2 separate regions of the Mus musculus genome follow, and region 2 is linked to region 1. A link is a contact called in public HiChIP or PLAC-seq data. All regions are on one chromosome and are shown on one strand. The core of a region is the stretch at or near the end of the contact, and the rest is flanking DNA. Distances in the headings are between cores, read along the strand shown.

Region 1 (2,829 bases), core at 267-2,766:
CTGAAAGGTCTGCAGATGAAGGTAGTAGGCGGTGCCATCCTTCATGTCATGTTGAACCCAGAAGGCTGTGTCCCCTGTATAGAAACTCAAGTGAGCCAAGAAGGCTCAGAGGAGGCCAGAGGCAGCACAGAGGAAGGTGGAGGCCAGAGCTATTACCAGGGCATTGCTTCTTTGCCGCTGCGCCTTCCAGGGCCTGCTGGTAGCTTTTAGCGCAGTCAGGAACTATCCCTCGGAGGGCCACATTGGGGTTCCTCAACACACGCTCTGTCTGGGCTGCCTTGCCCTCCTTGATGGCCTGGTTGATAGCAGCCACACCAAGGGCTACTGATGGGCGTCAGGAAAGAGAAGTCAGTCCTTCTGGGGTCCTTCCCCTGAGCCCCGTCCTGTCCAGGGGGGCTGGACTCAGGAGACACACAAAACCACCATGGCTGATGGGGGAGATGGGGAGTGTGCGGGGTAACACAGCTGTCCACGGAGGCAGCAGCCAGGCAAGGGCTCCTGTGGAAGGCAGTTCTAAACTTGGGTATTCCCTGCCCAGCTGTGTGTTGGGAAGTCTATCTTATGGTCAAAGCACCCTCCTGCTCCAGTTCTGACCTGTCCCTGTGCTTGTTGGTCTCTACCAACTTGACACAAATCCAGATATATCTGGGAAGATATATCTTAAGACAATGTTCCCACCGGGTAGCCTATCGGCAAGCCTGCGGGGCATTTCTTGATTAACAATTGATGTGGAAACCCACTGATGATGGTGTTACCTGTGAGAAGGTGGTCCTGGGGTGTATAAAAACAAACAAACTGAGCAAGCCACGAGGAGCAAGCCAGTGAGCAGCATCCCTCCACGGACTCGGCCTCCAGGTTCCTGTCTTGAGTTCTTGCCCTGACTTCCTTCAGTGATGGACTGTGATGTGATGCTGAATAAAACCCTGTCCTCCCCATGTTGCCTTTAGCCATGGTGTTTATCCAGCAGTAGGAAGCTAAGATGCTAAGGTAAGATGGCGTGGGGGGCCCCTCCCTGCAGGGTGCCCCGCTGCTTACTTCTCTGAGCCGTGCTTGTGTCCTCGTTGGCTCTGGCCACTCCTTGGCGGATCTCCTCCAGCCACAGCACAGCTCCAGGGTCTCCTGTCACCTGGCAAAATTGCAGGAGAGGGAAAAAAAAAAAGACAAGACCCCAAACTGGTATCTCTGAGCCACCACAAGCCCAGTGGCAGAACCAAAGTACAAGCAGACTCTGGGGCAGTGGGGAAGGCTTTCTCTGCTCCCTACTTCCTGTGGTCTCCTTGGATGGCTGCCAGACACCGAAGGCTCTTTTCTTCCTCTGCTTTCAGAGTCCTCAGCATCGACTCAGCTTGGCCTCAGGGCTCTCTATGGCTTTCATACTCTCAGTATCCAGTACCTCCTAACCGCTTGCTCTCTTGCTAGCCTTTGTGCCTTAGCCATGGCTGGAACACCTACCCTACAGCCCTCCCCAAAGCCCTCTATATCATTTACAGCCCTCAGCCAGATCCTGGCCCTGACTGTACTTCGCCTTCTGGCTACACATTCCTTATCACCAAAAAGTAGTAGGAAGATTGTGTGTACACAGGTCCAGTAAGCCTGTGTGCCTCCTACGGTCAGTCTGAAACCCAACCCAGCTCCACACTTTCCTCACCAGAAACAGACAGAAAAATGTTGTAAAATTAACATTTTATAACATTTTATTGAGCACCAATTATGTGTCAGGTGACTGCTTGTCTTATCTTTTTCTTTCCTTTTTATTATTATTATTATTTATTTTATGTATATAAGTATACTATAGCTGTCTTCAGACACACCAGAAGAGGGCTTCAGATCTCATTACAGATGGTTGTGAGCCACCATCTGGGTGCTGGGATTTGAACTCAGGACCTCTGAAAGAGCAGTAAATGCTCTTAACCGCTGAGCCATCTCTCCAGCCCTGTCTTATCTTTCTAATAGTCAGTAGCCCAAGCCAACCTCAGCCTCTCTGCTGGTGTGAGCTATGGGGTACTATTCCTAAGACTTTTCTTATGAACTAAAAAGGAAAAAAAAAAAAAAAAGAAAAAAGACTTTATTTTTAATTAGGTATCTATGGATGATGTATCAGTGTGGAGGTAAGTACATGTGCGTTTTAGTGCCCTGAAGAGCATATGAGATCCCTGTATCTAGAATTATAGGTGGTTGTAAGCTGCCTGATGCGGCTCAAGTTCAAGCAGTCCTAACCACTGAGTCACCTCCCTAGCCTCACGCATGAATCAATACTTGAGGTGCATCAAGCAATACTTGGCATGGAATGAAAACTCAGTAAGTGCAGGGTGAGCCTGCAGGCTGCAGCTCAATCACAGGGCTTGGCCTCATTCTGCGGCCACACAGCTCAGGGGTGTGTCAGTTCAAATCCCTGTCCCATCCTCAGCTCACCGGATATGCACAAGGTGCAAGGGCAGAGCATGTAGTGTTTTCCATACCCCAGGGGTACTGAGGGGCTACTACTAGGTGATCACTGGGGACCAGAACAGTGAATCCAGTTACCTGCTTCTCAGGCCTGCTCTTTCCCCACAACTGTCCTGGAATGAAGTCCACTTTCCCATAACAGGCCAAATCCTGCTTGTGCCTCACCCAGGGAAGGGTCTGCACCCACTGGCCTGGAACAGTTTCAGAGTTCATGCCAGGCACAGCTCTGCTCAAGGCTGGTCCTCCTGCTTTAGTGTCTAACCCAGCCATCTCTCCCTAACCTTACCCGTGCTTTCTGCCTCTTAGCAGCCACAAGGAGGAGATGGTACCGAGGTGCAACATGAAGGCTGACATCTTCCAGGCCAGCTGCAGGAAGCAGCAGGG
Region 2 (3,005 bases), core at 501-3,000, 220 kb before region 1:
ACATGCACATAAAATGAAAAGAAATCCTTCAAAAACCCAAACACACAGTCTTTTTTAACAATAAGTGGTTGGTGGGTTTTCTGGGCTGCTAGCGGGATCCCACTTTACATTCCCACCCATCTATCTCGCACTGGTGACCTGACCTGGAAGACGGCAGGTGCATATTCATCATCGATGGAGTTCCGTTCGTTCACTGAGGGGCAGTCAGGGCCCTGTCCCAAGGTGGCTACCTCTAGACCAAATAGGGAATGGTTTCCACGAGGAGAAGCTCCAACCAGGGCCACTTCTAACTGGCAGACATCTGCTGTGTGCAGGAGGCGAGGGGGCTGAGCAGGTCGACCAGATCTAGAAAAGGCTTGGACCTTGGAAGGAGAAGGAAGCCATGTGGGGAGAATGGAGCTTGAGGGACAGATACTCCCACCCTCATCAGTCATTTCCAGTTCCTTCCCCATAGCCTCACCTTGAAGGTCAGGCTGCCATTGGCGAATGCTCCAGTAGGATCATCTACAGGGCGGCCTTGAAAATCGGCACTCAGGTTGGCAAGATCCAATGAGTTGGTGATATTGTTCCAGGAGAACTTGGCCAAGGAGTACGGAGGGTATGGCTTTCCTGGAGGCTGTGCCCCCTCGGACGCATTGGTGCTGTCAAACTCAAGCAGCTGGGGACAGGGTAGAGTGGAAGAGGCTTGCCTCCCTCTGGCTTTCTCTTGAATATCCCTCCCAGTCACCCCACCCAAAACTGCATTCACTTCACCCACCCTGGGCTAAACCCGTCCCTCGCCCTGGGGGTAGGATGGACTCTCTTCTTGTGATCTTCTCTCTGGGCTCCTTCAGACCCTCACCCTGGTGAAGACGAGAGCAGAAGAAAACTGTATGCTGCTCTTGGGGAGCACCATCAGGGCCCCAGCAGGATCGGGAGACAGCAGGAGACTCCAGTTGACACTCAGGACACTCTGAGTGGTGTTAGTGGCCACCAGCACCACAGCTGGAGGCCCCAGGCTGCTCCACACATAGTGCAGGGTGGAGTTGCTGCCCACTGCCCGAATATGAAGCAGGTTCTGTGGATTTGGCCAGCCGGAAATAACCTCCATAGATACCTGGAACACGGGGTAGTGGGGCGGAAGGAGCAAGATCAGGTATGCTCACAGGCAAAGCTGCAGCTTGTAGGTGGAGGACAGGACCTGGGCAATGCAAGGGCTCTTGAGGACCAGGCAAGAGGGAAATGTAGAAACTGAGGGGAACTTGGAATCAGGGGCAGATGTAGGGTTGAGAACATAGGGTGGATCCAGGATTACTCAGAGGGCTCAGAGCTAACAAGGCTTTTAAGTCCCCAAACTTGCCTGTTCCTGGGCTACAATGGCTGAGCCATGGCTCAGACATCGTCAGAAAGCAGGACGCAGTCATGCCTGACCCCTCCACAATTCTTCCAATCACTCGTGACTCCACACTGAGCTCTCTGGGTTGTTATCTCTCTTGCATCCACCTTCCACCCCTCTGTTGTCCCAGATTCCGGTCATCCTAGAAAGGTAGGATTTCCGGAAACATCTATAACTTCAGTTCCAGAGCCCTTACCTGGCGAGTCTCTTCTCCCTGCAGGCCAAATGGAGCTGAACACACAAGTAGACTCAAAAGGAGCCATGGGGTAGGGGCACAGGGGACCCAGCCCCAGTGAGGTCCCCAACAGCGAAACATACAGCCACAGCTAGTTAAACTCAGCGGAAGAGCCTCAGAGTCACATGACTCCTTTCCTGCTGATCCCTTTTGAGGGCGGGCCAACAAAGTTCTTAAAGGGGCCGCTTCTATTAACCCAGATCTGTTTAAGTTGGAATAGCCTCCCGAAAGCTCAAGGTGAACAGGTATTTTATCATCAACAGGTTGGCCTAGGCATCCTAGACTAGCTGTGCAAACATACTCCTACCTTACTGCAGACACCCTACCGGCCCCACCTACATCACCTCTGGTGAATAAACCCAGATTAAAATTTCCACACAATTTAACAGAGTAATTTGTATGTTACTGCTCTGTGCTAGAAAGATATAGAGAGGGCTGGAGAGATGGCTCAGTGGTTAAGAGCACTGACTGCTTTTCCGAAGGTCCTGAGTTCAAATCCCACCAACCACATGGTGGCTCACAACCATCCGTAATGAGACCTGACGTCCTCTTCTGGTGCAGCTAAAGACAGCTACAGTGTACTTAGATATAATAATAAAAAAAAATCTTCAAAACAAAAAAGGAAAGATATAGAGAGGAATTGGATATAAAAGAACCCTTGGGGGTCAGCAAGATGCCTCAGCATTTGCTCTAAACTGAACATGAGTTGGATATATATTCAGGACCAACGCGGTAGAAGGAGAAAAATAATTGCCAGAAGCTGTAACCTGATTTACACATGCATTCTGTGCATTGCTCACATAAAACAAGTGCAGTAAAATGTAAAAGAATGCCGGGCGGTGGTGGCGCACACCTTTGATCACAGCACTTGGGAGGCAGAGGCAGGCGGATTTCTGAGTTTGAGAAAAGTGAGTGCTAGGACACCAGGGTTACACAGAGAAACCCTGTCTTGAAAAAACAAAGACAAAAACACAAACAAAAAAAGTAAAAGAATAATAAAAGAATCCTTAGGTATGGTAGTCTCAGAAAACAGAACCAAACAGGAATGGAGGCTTGTTTCTACAAGGGGACCAAGACACCCTAATTCCAGCCAAGAGGTGAGAAGAGGAAGACCAGAAATTCAAGGTCTGGGGCATGAGATGTTCAGCAGGTAAATGCATTTCATTTATTAGATTACCAAGTAGGCAGGGACTGGCTGTCCAGGAACTCTTTATACATACCAGGCCGGCCTTGAACTATTAAAGATCCACCTGCCTGCCTCTACCTCCTCTGCTGGAATTAAAGGCATGAGCACCACAACCAGCCTGTTTTTCCTAAAATCTTAACATGTAAAGTATTTTGCCTGTATGTCTGTCTGTGTCTGGTGTCCTCAGAGACCAGAAGAGGATGTCAGAT

Evidence for each region. HiChIP or PLAC-seq counts read pairs in DNA pulled down with a chosen protein or histone mark.
Region 2: an H3K27ac HiChIP or PLAC-seq map of trophoblast stem cells shows a contact between it and region 1, with 3 times the contacts expected there. The contact joins the promoter of Glmp here to the enhancer-like site in region 1. A contact is called at or near these places in 3 of 39 promoter capture datasets (HPC-7-derived erythroid cells, frontonasal cranial neural crest and maxillary cranial neural crest), 3 of 484 Hi-C or Micro-C datasets (embryonic ectoderm and embryonic stem cells), 2 of 115 datasets of contacts at active chromatin or transcription factors (embryonic stem cells and trophoblast stem cells) and 4 of 9 other capture datasets (adipose tissue, embryonic stem cells, liver and 1 more).

Annotation. Positions count from the first base shown.
Region 1 is chr3:88,098,923-88,101,751 of GRCm38.p6, reverse strand. Iqgap3 (IQ motif containing GTPase activating protein 3) reads right to left here. Exons shown (of 38, transcript NM_001033484.1): 15 at 2,732-2,829; 16 at 1,036-1,126; 17 at 157-324; 18 at 1-74. Among named protein-coding and RNA genes, the nearest start is that of Iqgap3, 18 kb to the right of the region's middle. Within about 2 kb of position 1,516, at least 25 of the 459 cell types and tissues checked have an H3K27ac peak or open chromatin away from gene starts, as enhancers often do. A contact at or near this core is called in trophoblast stem cells, where this site is marked.
Region 2 is chr3:88,323,768-88,326,772 of GRCm38.p6, reverse strand. It overlaps Glmp (glycosylated lysosomal membrane protein), which reads right to left and starts at 1,750. Exons shown (of 6, transcript NM_020003.1): 1 at 1,572-1,750; 2 at 842-1,096; 3 at 461-658; 4 at 144-362. The coding sequence starts at 1,691.